Regions from separate parts of the Cricetulus griseus genome. Here region 1 is linked to region 2. A link is a contact called in public Micro-C data. All regions are on one chromosome and are shown on one strand. Each heading gives the region's core, a stretch centred on a gene start, on an enhancer-like site or on the middle of the called end of the contact. The rest is flanking DNA. Distances are from core to core; before and after follow the strand shown.

Region 1 (7,035 bases), core at 281-2,780, 170 kb before region 2:
CTCTGCCTCCCAAATGCTGGAATTAAAGGAGTGCATCATCATTGCCCAGCATCATCTAAAGTCCTTAATGTTGGTATCCATGGCAAGTGGAATTACCTCATAGGAGTCAGAGATGATGCAGTAACAACATTGGAAGAAGTGTTAAGGTTCAAGACCCATCATGTCATTTTTCATAAATTAGAGCCCACAGAGATGAAATAACTTGTTCAAATCCACAGAACTCCATCAGGCTGAAGCTAAACTAAAAGAGAACATTCTACTAACAATGGTATCTTCGATGATTATATCTAGCATCTATGTGAGTGTTGCTACACGCCAGCAGCCAACAGCGAGCCCTTTGTATTGCCTTTCAATAGACCTGTAACTTGGAACGAGGGCAGAGAGTTTTATTTACTTTTGGTTCTTCATTGAATGTTTTTAAAAACCATTTTTTTTTAAAGACAGGGTTTCATGTATTCCAAACACTTGAGATGCCCTCTGAACCCCCTGCCTTTACCCCCTCAGTGCTAGCTAGGATTACAGGCGTGTGCCACCATGCCCGGTGTATACTGTGCAGGGGAAACCTTTGTGCATTCCAGGCAAGCACTGGAACAACTGAATTAAATCCCTAGCCCTGAACTATTTCCAGGGGCTGGAGAGATGACTCAGTGTTTAAGAGCGCTTGCTCTTCCTCCAGAGGATACACAGCAGGCAGCTCACAACCACCTGGAACTCTAGTTCTAGGGTATCTGACCACCTCTCTTGGTTTTGGCTGGTCATACACACACACACACACACACACACACACACACACACACTGAAAAAAAAAACTTTAAAATGAATTATTGACATTTTATTTCAATAAAGACATAGAGCTAGACTGGGGACATGATTCAGCAACCAGGTATGTGCCTATCACAAATGAAGCCCTGAATTTGATCCCCAGCACTCAAAAAATAAAAATAAGAAACTAGGGACTGGAGAAGCGGCTCATGAGTTTACACTGGTACTGCTCTTTCAAAGGACCTAAATTTGAGCCTGGCGGTGGTGGGGCCCGCCTTTAATCCCAGCACTCAAGAGGCAGAGGCAGGCGGATCTCTGTGAGTTTGAGGCCAGCCTGGTCTATAAAGTGAGCTCCAGGACAGCCTCCAAAGATACACAGAGAAACTCCGTCTCCAAAAAAACAAAAACAAAAACAAAAACAAACAAACAACAACAAAAAAATGTTTGAGTCAACGGTTCCCAGCACCTGAGTTGGGTAGTTTAGTGACTTGTCCAGAACTAGGTCTCTAAAAAGTGGTGGAGCCAAGATTGAAAGCCTGGTGGTCTGAAACTTTTGAATTATGTCCCACAATATCCGTTGATGACGGAGCCCTGGGTGCTTAAAACCAGAATGTGCTGTAAATAGTCCTGCTGCAGACAGATTTGCAGTTGGTCAGGAAACAGGAGAAATTTCATCCTTCTTTCATGTTTGCATTCCAGAGGGGACTACTCATGCTCTGCTGCGGGCAGGCTAGCAGTGCGGGTAGGCTAGAAGTGACACTCCTCCTCTGTCCCAGCTGGCCAGGCTAGCAGTGACACCCCTCTTCTGTCCCAGATGGCCAGGCTAGCAATGACACTCCTCCTCTGTCCCAGCTGATCCAAGGATGAAAGGCCAGCAATGAAGAGGCTCTGGAAGACAGGCGTTGTGGGAGGGGGGTGGGGATGACTAGAGCCCTACAGCTGCCCCTCCAAGGGAGAGAGAAATGTGCATTCTCAGGGTGTCCCCAGGGCTGGGTCCTGTGGAGGGTGGAAGCGAGAACCTGTCCTGTCTCTCTCCTAGGTCTTGGAGGATGTTGGCAATGCCCAAATGTCTTGGTTTGCAGACACAACCCTTCCCCTCTCTGTCTCATTCACCACATGGCTTCTCCGTGTGTTTTCTCTTTTATAAAGACACCAGTCATTAGCTGTAGGGGTCGTTCTAATCCAAGTATGACCTCATTTTAATTGATTCTGCTCGCAAAGGCTCCATTTTGAAATCAGTCACATTCGGATATTTTGGTGGGCATGAATGTTGAGGAGACACCATTCAACTAAGTACACTCTATCTTCTTGTTTCATACGTTAATAGAGACTGCTCTTCTGGAATATTTTGAGTCTTTTTTTTTTTTTTTTTTTTGAATGAGTAATGTCCAAGACCAGGAAGGCAGTGCAAAGATAATCTGCCCATTTACAGGGAAGGAAAAGAAAAGCGAGAAAGGGAGTCTCAAGTGTCCTCAGAACAGTTCAAAGACGTCTACGGGCCGGTGCCAAGAGATGACATCTGCTGGGTCAGGAGGGCAAAAGTGTACCATTTTAGCCACATGGCTTTTGGGTCAAAATGATTTTATTCTGGTAAGCATGAGGATGAGAGTGGCATAGGGGAAAGAACCGGTTTACTCAAACCAGCAACTCAGAAACCAAAGTATGTAGCTGGGAATGAATTTAGAGTAAAATATGTCATTCAAAAAAAAAGTTAAATGGGAGGAGTAAACAAAAACCCGATTGATCAAGGGCTACATCTTGATTCTGATTTAAAAAAAAAAAAGACGTTTTTAATTATGTGTATGTGTGTATGTCTGTGTGAACATTTGCACACAAATACAAGTGCCCTTGAAAGCCATAACCATGGGACACCTTCCCCCCATATTTAAAAGTTACAGGCAGTTGTGAGCTTCCTGGCATGGATACCAAGAACCAAACTCTACTCCTCTGTAGGAGTGGGACCTGCTTCTAACCACGGAGTCATCTCTCCAACCCCCTTGATTCTAATTGCAAAGTCAAAATAATAAGACTAAAATGGGTAGGGGCAACAGAAATGAGATGCATTCTGTAAGTTATATAAATGTTCAAATTCATTTGGAGTTTGAATGGGAAAAGGTTTTTAAGTTTGGTTGTTTGAGACAGGGCCTCACAATGTAGGCCATCCTGACAGGAACTTTGTAATCCCCCTGCATCAGCCACTTCAGTGCTGGATCACAAGTGTGTGCTACCATGTCCAGCTCAAAAAATACCTTTCAAGGAAAAAGAAATGTGCAGATGAACTTAAAATAATCAATCACTATATTTTACCAGGACAAAAATAAGAAAAGATAGTCGAGTGTAGTGGCGCACACACCTTTAATCCCAGCTCTTTGGAGGCAGTCAGATTGATCTTGGTGGGTTCGAGACCAGCCATTGATATACAGTGAGCCTTGTCTCAAAAACAAAGAAAGAGGAGTTAGGGGACTAGCACAGACGTTGTTAAAACAGATTTGTTATTGAAAGACTTAGCTTAAAGTGAACTAGCATGGACACAACTGTGCAAGAAAAAGTCGCTACCCAGCAAACAGTGGGACATCAGCACAGCTCAGAGTCAGCTTTGATCCACATTTTTCATATCATATATCGCAGTGTGCTCCAAATGAGCCACAAGAAGCCAGAGGAAGAAATGGCCATGCAGATGACTTTCAGCTGTGACGGGAGAGCATTTTAACTAACCCTGCACCAGACATTGGAGACAGGAGGGATGGATCTAAATCTGTTCTTAAAAGCCTTTTGTGCCACCCAATGCAACAAAGCAAACAGGAAAATGAAAGCCGCAGATGGGGGAGAAACACATGCAGCAAATAAAGCACTCTGCCCAAAATAACTGAAGAAGTGCCCCAAGTTAAAAAAAAAAAAAGCCAGAATCATGATTCATCTTGATAAGAATCAAAGGAACAGTTCACACACAAATAAATAGGACAATGAGCAACCAAACTGCAAATCTTGAACTAGCAGTCTAGGTAGCTTTTCTGTGATTTGTTTTCTCTTCTTCTTCTTCTTCTTCTTCTTCTTCTTCTTCTTCTTCTTCTTCTTCTTCTTCTTCTTCTTCTTCTTCTTCTTCTTCCTCTTCTTCCTCTTCCTCTTCTTCTTCTCTTCTTCTCCTCCTCCTCCCCCTCCTCCTCCTCCTGCCTATCCTGCTCTCTCTCTCTCCTTCCCCCCCCTCTCTCTCTCTCTGTGTGTGTGTGTGTGTGTGTGTGTGTGTGTGTGTGTGTGTACTGCACATGTGTGGATGGGTTGCTGCATGTGGAGGCCTGATGTTAATAAGTGAAATCATCTTCAATTACCTCTCCATTTTATTCTCTGCCAGTATGACAAATCTTGCTATCTAGTGTGTTCTGGGGGAACCTGCCTCTTAATTCTGAGACGAGAATTACAGGTGGGCCACTAGGATTTCTGAACCATCTTCCCAGTTCCATTTCCCCACTCTTTATTTTTATTTTATTTTTTTTAAATATTAATTTATGCCGGGCGTTGGTGGCACACGTCTTTAGTCCCAGCACTCAGGAGGTAGAGGCAGGTGGATCTCTGTGAGTTTGAGAGTAGCCTGGTTTACAAGAGCTAGTTCCAGGACAGCCTCCAAAGCCACAGAGAAACCCTGTCTTGAAAAAACAAAAGTATTATTTATTAAGTATACAATGTTCTGTCTGCATATATGCCTGCAGATCTCATTACAGATGGCTGTGAGCCACCATGTGGTTGCTGGGAAACTGAACTCAGGACCTCTGGAAGAGCAGTTAGTGCTCTTAACCTCTGAGCTATCTCTCCAGCACACCGGCCCCCTTTATTTTTGAGGCAGTTTCACTATGTGTCCCAGGCTAGCCTACCACTCTTCAGTCTCCTGCTTCAACTAACACTTATATTGTTATAAAAACCAATTTAAGGCCAGTCTAGCATAGAACATCTTTAATCCCAGCACTTGGGAAGCAGGGCTCTGTATATTTGACTTTTTTTTTTTTTTTTTTTTTTTTGAGACAGGGTTTCTCTGTGTAGCTTTGTAGACTAGACTGGCCTCAAACTCACAGAGATCCACCTGCCTCTGCCTCCCCAATGCTGGGATTAAAGGCATGCGCCACCACCACCAGCTCTCTGTGTATTTGAAACCAGATTGGTCTACATAGTAAGAAGTTGTCTCAACACCCCTTCCCTCTCAACCAGGATGTTCAGGAGTTAAAGGCCAGCCGTGGCTACATAGTGAGTTCAAAGACAGGCTGCAATGCATGAAACACTATCTCAAACAAAACAGAAATCAAATTTAGCCAAGCATAGTGGCATATGGCTATAGCCCCAACATTCTAGAGGTAGAGGCAGGAGAATCAGAAGTTCAATGCCAGCCTGTGCTATGCAAGATCCTGGCTCAAAAGGAAGTAAAATCTATTTAAGTGATGCAATTTTATGTTTGGTTGTGCAGTTTTCCCAGATGCTAATGTGACAACACCTAAAACATTGTATCCTTTGATTCCAGTCGTATTTCCACAGATACGACTAAAGAAAGTAACTCAAGAGGTGGGGTGTGGAGTCACTGCTGCAAAGTGCTCATTATAGTATTATTTAAGTTAAGAAACAATTCAGCAGTTAGCTGTTTTACGATGATTCTCATGGCAGAGTCTAAGGAGTTGAGGCAGGAGGATGGATAGTTGTAGGCCAGTCTTGGAACTTTGTCTTAAAAATAAAGGCGGCAGGACTGGGTAGACAACCCAGAAACACTGGGATGTTCTTGGAATAAAGACTGGAGCCTCCAAGACTCATCAATCAGAATCTTTAAAGAGAGCCCAAGAGCAAGCATTTTTAGCATCGAACCAGATGGTCCATTACTGCCCTCAAGCTACACTCAACGAGACTCTAAGCAAACCACAGACATGAAAGCCCTTGGAGGACTGAAGAGGGATTCAAACAACAGACCATGGATACCCACAGAAATAAAAAGGTGGATAGTGAGGATGCAGAGAACATTCCAGACCCAGGGGCATCAGCACCCCACCCTAACAGGACCCAGTGGCCATGGTCATTGCATAGTTATAATGTATTTAGTTCTACAAGCCCCCTCAAAATTCAGAATAGTCATACAGGGGTTTTCTTTGTATTGTAATTACATTTCTCCTTTCCCTTTTCTCCCTCCAAGCCCCCCATATACCCTTTCTTGTTCTCTTTGAAATTCATGGCCTCTTTTTTTCAGTAATTGTTGTTATGTGTATGTGTGTGTGTTCCTAAATATAAACTTCTCATTCTGTATAATGTTATGCTTGTTTTCAAGACTGACTGCTACTAGATAACCAGTTGGTGTGCTCTTCCCTGGGAAGACTATTTTCCCCATTCTTAGCATCCCTTAGTTGTTGTCTGTAGTCTATTGTGTAGGGTTGAGGCCTCATTGTCTTTCCCCGCCATCCACTTTGTCCTGTCTGTTGGTGGTGTCCTTGCTCAGCTCATGCTTAGGCAGTCATGTTGGTGACTTCATGGATGTGGCTTCTGACATTCCTAGGAGACACAGCCTCACAGCTAACTGCCTGAACCTCTGGCTCTTACAGTCTTTCCACCCCTTCTTCCACAATGTCTCCTGAGCCTTAGGTAAGGAATTCATACAAGGATTTTTGCTTGTTTGTTTGTTTGTTTTTTTTTTTTGTCAAAATCCCAGGATGGTCACGAAGAATTAACAGAATACCTACAGAGAGTCTGTAGGATCCTTGCCTCTAGACATCTATAATTGGATGCCACCCTTTCCTTTTATCTCCTCAAGATCCCAGGATTCAAGTGACTAATAGTTACATTGCTGTTCATGGTCTGGATGGCAGGGGATAAGCATCACCCCACTGTGACTTTAGCCTTGTCACACCACTAAGTGAGGGGTGTCCATTAAGTTTGTTGATCACACATTTTTGTACTGTATACAGTACAAACAAACAAACCATTAGAGGAGGCTTAGCAAGCCACTTATTGAGGCTGCCAGTCTTCTTCTGCAGGGGAGGGACACAGAACTGATTGCCAATTACTAATGCTCTTCTGAGCCTCTCTGGCTCCCAAGGGACTTCCTTCCCTGAACATTGATCCCTGAGGCCCAGCTGTGCCACCACAGCTCTGCTTCCCACAGAAGACTTCTTCCTGGAACCTATAGATACATTCTTGCCCAGAGTCTTGGGGCTTCTTGCCAGGACCTGGGGGTATCACACGATACTACTTTCCAGCCAAGGGTGGTCAATCTCCCCGCAAGAAGGCTGGGCCAATGCCCAGAAAGCCAGG
Region 2 (6,444 bases), core at 2,353-4,852:
ACTAAAAACAAGCTGGAGAGACAGCTCATTGGTTAAAAGCACTGGCTGTTCTTCCAGAGGACCTGGGTTCAATTTCTAGCACCCACATGGTGGCTCACAACTGTCTATAATTCCAGTTCCAGGGGATCTGACAACCTCTTTGGACTTCCTCAGGCAGCAGGCAAGTATGTGGTACACACATACAGGAAAAACACCCATACACATAATAATAGAAAGGACAAAAAGAATATGGGACAGAGGCTACAAAGCCTAAAATATTAAACTGGGTCTTTTAAAGAAAAGGCTTGACTTCTGTTCAGATAATTATTTTTGGTCGAGAAACAGGAGTAAGTACTGGGCCCCTGGTAACCCAGAAACATCAAATTTCAGGTAATTATCTTCCAGGTGTAGGGCAGTGTCTTGTAAACAGCCCAATTTGAATAAGCATTATGGAAGAAAGGCAAGATAAAACTCAGATGCAAGGCTGATACATAAAAGAGTCTAGAATACTGACTTACTGACTGTAAGTGTCAAAGGAAGGGAGTAGAAAGGAAGAAGGGGAGGGAGGGAGGGAGAAAGCATGAGGGGCATAAAAGGATGAAGAGGGAAAAAGAGAGAGGGACCCAGAGAGGTCGAAGCACACAGGACTGTTGCATGAAGACTTGCAAGGCAGCATGACCTCATTGGTGCAGAGAAGGTAGTACACGCTGACGGTTGTAATAACGTTAACAGAAAGGTGAATTTAAAAGCAAGGAGAATGACAGGATGAAGAACAGTAAATGCTTAGCGAATGTCACCCACTTGGCTTTCTGTTAAGATAATCTGCCTCAAAGTCCATTTTCTGGCTAAAATTCTAACAATGCTCTATTCATTTGAGTCAGAGTTTTAAGGCACATATTTGAATGTCTCCTTTCAGGGTTCTTTTCACTGCAGATATTCACTACCTTCGTGAATAATTATGAATAGGAGCAAAGATCTAAATTTTGGCACACAGAGCCCCCTGGGAAGTGTTGGAGTATAAGGAGGCATGCATTGCTTCTGCACTTAGAGGACATTAGGGTTAATGTGCACGAGAGATATGAGTACAGTGGTATAATTGGCATAACCAATTTTGAGCTGGGCATAGTTTATACACACCTGTAATTCCAGCACTTGACGGGAGCCGACACTGGATGGTGGAGAGTCTGAGAACAGCCTAGGCTACATAACAAGTCCCTGTATCTCAAAACAAACCAACATGACTGACTGAGATCTGTTAGATTAAAGCACAATGGAAAGGGATTTCAATGTCAAGCTGCTCTGGTTTCGAAGCCCAGACCTGTCACTTTGCCAGCATCAAGACTATTACATTATTACTCTTCTGAACCTTTGCTTTCTTCTAAGTCTGAAGTTAGAAATTCAGCAAAACAGCTAGCACTCTGGGCATTTAATTTGGTCCTCCTCTGAGATAATTGCACAGGTATCTAGAACATAGGCTAGCATTAAAGTTCAATTGGGCACAGTGATGTATCCCTTTAATACCAGCACTTGGGAGGCAGAGGCAGAGGCAGGTGAATGTCTTTGCATTTGAGGCCAGTCTGGTCTACATAATGAGTTCAAACAAGCCAGGTCTACATTGTGAGACACTAATGCCCCTCTGCTGTGAAATAATCCTTCTGTATACTGTGAAAATGTGTTGCTCTCATTGTTAATAAAAAGCTGATAGGCAGATAGCTAGGCAGGATTTTCGGGGAAAGAGAGAATGCTGGGAAGAAGGGCAGAGTCTGGGGACTTGAAGGCCAGACTCGGAAGAAGCAACATGGGAAGTTCACAGATGAGGTAAATGAGCTCGGGGCAGCACACAGATGAACAAAGATGGGTTCATTTAAATTGTTAAGAGCTGGCTGGAGACAAGCCTAAGCTATGGCTGAGCATGTATAATCAAGTCCCCATGTGGTTATTTGGGAGCAACTGCCAGGACACAGAGAAACTCCACCAACACCCGTCCAAAAAAAAGAATAAAAATTCAACTATACTGTAAATTTGGGGGTAGGGTTAGGTCAACTTAATAACTTCAACTGACCTGTGAAGAAACTTTTAGATGAAAATTGGTAAAAATTAGGGTCTTTAAAATATTTTTTTGTTGTTTTGTTTGAGACAGGATCTCACTGTGTAGCTCTGGTAGTTCTGGAGCTGGGGATGTGCACTGATGTAGACCAGGCTGGCCTTGAACTTAGAGATGTTCCTGCCTCTGCTTATCTAGTGTTGGGATTAAAGGTGTGCAGCATAGTATTTATTGTGTGGAGGTCAGAGGACAACTTTTGGGAATCATTCTTTCCTTCATGTGGGTTTGGAGGATTCAACTAAGGTCATCAGGTAGGCAGCTGCAGCCCTTACCTACTGAGCTATCCCCCAAGCCCTAAATTAGTGGTCTTAATTTCATCTAGTTCTATGTAAATTACTTCACTCTGCCATATGATTTGATGTCACAAAAGCTAATGGGCCAGGTGTGATGAAGCAAACCCTTGCTCCCAACACAGGAAGGTAGAGGGGCAGATTCTACATAACTTGGCCTATAATCCAGTTCCAGGCCAGCCAGTACTAATATCTACTGAGACAGCCAGCCAGACACAGACACAGACACAGACACAGACACAGACACAGACACAGACACAGACACAGACACAGAGGGGGGAGGGTAAGCAAATGGATGTTCTAATATAAGCAATATGAAAATTACAGAAGTAAACAGTTCTGGTGTTCTTAGCTCTGGCAAGACCACTCCTGGAATAATATATTCATTTCAGGGCACTATACGGGAAACTTGAATTCATCCCGGCCAAGGACCAAGGATGACTGTTTTTACTTGAGAACTGTCACAAACTCACAGCATTTGAATCTTCACAATCTTATGAACCATTAATTCCATCTTAATCTGTGAAAAAGGAGGCTCAGAAAGAAAAGAAAAGAAAACAAAACAAAAAAACACTATAAAGTCTGGAAACAGCATAAAAAACATGCTCTAAATCTGGTAATTCTTTAGAAAGTGAACTTAAGTTGGGAAGGGTTGGGAGAAGGGAGGTAGTTCACATGAAACGCAGAGATAAGGAAGCAATAGAGCACTCCTTCTGTATGCACAGCTGTGTGGTGGGGCAGAAGCACTTTTCTGGAATTCTGTGGCAGGCTGGCTATTAGACAGTGAGGGCTGATGCCCCGGGGAGGAGCAGGCACTGACAGTTCTCTGAGGAGGTGTGCTCCGCGGGTGAGCAGGGCAGCCACCCACTGAGGGAAAACGGCCAGGAGCACAGACTTTTTGGGTTGAACAGTCCAACCACGGGGACCCAGACCGTCCCCGCCCTGCAGCCCCGAGCCCTTTAAAAGCCGGCCGCCTGCGAGGGTCGTGCGCCGGCCTTTACCTCGCACAGGGTGAAGAGTCCGTAAGCCACCAGCCACACGGCGCAGGTGACAGCGGTGAGCGAGCGCAGCGACAGCCGAGGCGAGCTGAGGCCGAACTCGCGGCAGTACGGCGAGTAGTAGCGGCGCCGCAGGGCCAGGCGGCCGCCGCAGATATCCGAGAAGCTCTTCTCTTCCTCCATGGCCCCGTGCGCCAGGCGCTCGCGCCGCTCTAGCCCACCAGGAGGACCGAAGTCTCGCTGGCTCCGGACAGTTCCAGAAGAGGCTCAGCCCCGCCCACCACACGCTCCGCGCAGCCGTAGTTGCGCACAGAGAGTAGGGCTGGGGATTGAAGCTGGTTCTTCCAGTTTGTCCCTAGCCCAGACTGTCCCTATTCGTGGCACCAGTTTTGTGCAGATTAAAATCTCTGTTCACTCGACTGACTCATTTATATAGCCACGCCAGAGTGAGCCCCAAGAAGTGGTCCACGGGTGTAGTCATTCATTCACGAATTCATTTCCTTGCGAAGGAATTTTAGGTAATGAAGAGCCCCTTCCCCATGAGCTTCTTTCCTAGTAGGAAAAAGCAATATGGACGTAGCTTAAAATAGTATTATTGGGGGGAGGGGATGTTCAGACCAGTAGAGAAGGACTGGGAAGTTTTAAGTAAAGCTCTCAGTAGAGAAGGACTGGGAAGCTCTCATCCTACAAGGATGAGGACTACACTGATCTGGGGGATGTTTGGGGGAGAAAATCTCCAGGAAAAAAACAAAAAACAAAAAAACAAAACAAAACAAAAAACCCCAAAGGTCCAGAAAAAAGCAAAGCTCTCAGGCTGGAACAGGGTTAAGTCACAGGAATGAAAAAAACTACAGAGGCTAGTATGCACGGAAAAACAAAGTTAGGAACGTAGGTAGGCCTAAGACTCAGCTGTTAAAAGAGTATGTTAACCACAAAGATGGGAAGAGGAAGATCACAGACACAAACCATCATGACCACATTAACTAAAGCAGGCGATTAATTAAAGCAAGCTTTTTTATTCACATACACCAGCTGCCTCCCACTAAGGCAGGGTACAAGGGTCAGAATTGGATGTGAGGAAGACAAAGCTTTTATAGCTCAGGTTTCCAAATGGGGGATTTGGCAGACCAAATAGACAGAATTACAGGAGCAGAACATAAGCATAATAAGTTAGTCCCTCCTAAAACAAAGACAAGGTTGCAAGGTGGGCATAACAAGGCAGTCATAACAGGTGGTCATAGGTGGTCATGTGACCTTTTGAAACAAAGGTTGGGTTGTAAGACGGTTATAAACAACTTTTTCAAACAAAGACATGATTGCTATTCCTGGAACAGGTAATACAGAACCATTTGTAGTTAAGGTTACATGTGAGGCATGGCCCAATATTTGAAAAACAGGTTTAATCATGAACGGGAACGAACCTAGTTTGTCTTTATTGTAAGATGACTTTTAAGCCTAAGATGGAGGCAGGCTGGGGAAAAATAACTGGGGGAACCACTACTAGACAGTCTTTGCCACACTTTCTAGAGTCTTGGTTTTTAGAACCAGGCAATATATTTGCATGGATAGACTGTGGCAGTACATGATAGTAATCTTACTTCTGATGATGGGTGATTATTTATACTGATGAATTTTTTTCTGAATACTTGAGTCACTATAAATATGAATAATCAAGAAACAAATGTAATCAAATAATTCAACTGACTTTTCATTCTGAGGCTCAGATGTTTAAAATCTTTTTCTGGAGCTCTTGTTTTAGTATTTGCTAAATGTAGATTTAGTAGTTCTAAGAATACTGTGTTATGAGCCATCCAGATGGCTCTGTATGTAAAGGCACCTGCCTCCAAGGCTTGACTCCCCTTCTTGAATCCACAAGGTGGAAGGAGAAAGCCATCTCTCACAAGTTGTCCTCTGATTGCCACATGCTCACTAGCTATGGCATGCGTGCACACACACACACACACACACACACACACACACACACACACACACACACGATAAATAAATGTTCTGTTTAAGAATGCTGTCTTATCACCCTATGGAAGGCCTTACCATCCAGGGGGAGCAGAAAGGGTATGTGTTAGGTAGGGTTTTAGTTAGGGAAGGGGTGGTAGGGGAGGACAGGAGGGAGAAGGGAACTGGGATTGTCATGTAAAACAATCTTGTTTCTAATTCAAATAAAAAATGCAAAAAAAGAGAATGCTGTCTTACTGTATAGCTTTTATTCTGTTTGATTTTGGTGGGAGATATTTCAAAACAAGTTTCACGCTATAGCCCCAGCTGGTCTCCAACTTGTGATCCTTCAGCCTCAGTCTTCTCTGAAGTGCTGGGTTACGTTGGCGTTCATGTGAGAAAGTTACAGGCTACCGTGCATATAAGGTCAAATTGGAGTCCTAATTGGCCAGTGACCATGAACAGCCCAGAGCCTCAGAAACACTCTCGGCCCCAAGCTTAGGGGTATAGCATTTTTTAAAGGCAAAACCCACAGTGACATCATTGTCAGACGTCAGAGAACCTGGTGACAATTGTTTGGGCTGTACAATCAGCAGATACTTTGGTTATGCACTTGAACCATGGCCAGGGTCATGGAAGGTCCTGAATGTGTCGCCAAGGCAGACATGACTATCCTTGGGTTTAAGGGCCAAAGAGCACCTGAGCAGATATAAAATGGAGTCAGAGTAAGGTCAGGACAAGTGGCATTTCCTTAGCCACTTCAATTAAAGGCATACACTACAATGCCTGGTTTCTGTTTAACTGTTTTGTGTATTTTAAGACATATGCAAATGTCTTAGTTACTTCTCTATTGCAGTGACAGAAATACCATGACCAAGGCAACTTATACAAGGAAGCATTTAATTGGATCTCACCATTCCAGAGGGTTGAGTCCATGACCATCATGGCAGGGAGCATGGTGGCAGTCAGACAGTCATGGCACTGGAGCAGTAGCTGAGTGCTCACATCTGATCCAAAGCACAAAGTGTGAGCGCCAACTGGAGTAGTGTGGGCATCTGAAGCTTCAAAGCCAGCCCACAGTGGCACACCTCCTTCAACAAAGCCACACCTCCTCATCCTT

What was found. Hi-C and Micro-C count contacts between places; a contact is called where the count stands out from the background.
Region 1: a contact with region 2 is called in a Micro-C map of the CHO-K1 cell line, with 9 times the contacts expected there. The contact joins the enhancer-like site here to the promoter of Pigh in region 2. A contact is called at or near these places in 6 of 8 Hi-C or Micro-C datasets (the CHK-Q cell line, the CHL-YN cell line, the CHO-K1 cell line and 2 more).

Annotation. Positions count from the first base shown.
Region 1 is chr5:124,717,311-124,724,345 of CriGri-PICRH-1.0, reverse strand. No RefSeq gene overlaps it. Among named protein-coding and RNA genes, the nearest start is that of Plek2, 18 kb to the left of the region's middle. Within about 2 kb of position 1,530, at least 2 of the 6 cell types and tissues checked have open chromatin away from gene starts, as enhancers often do. A contact at or near this core is called in the CHO-K1 cell line and fibroblasts, where this site is marked.
Region 2 is chr5:124,546,095-124,552,538 of CriGri-PICRH-1.0, reverse strand. Pigh (phosphatidylinositol N-acetylglucosaminyltransferase subunit H) reads right to left here and starts at 3,602. Exons shown (of 3, transcript XM_027418371.2): 1 at 3,375-3,602. The coding sequence starts at 3,554.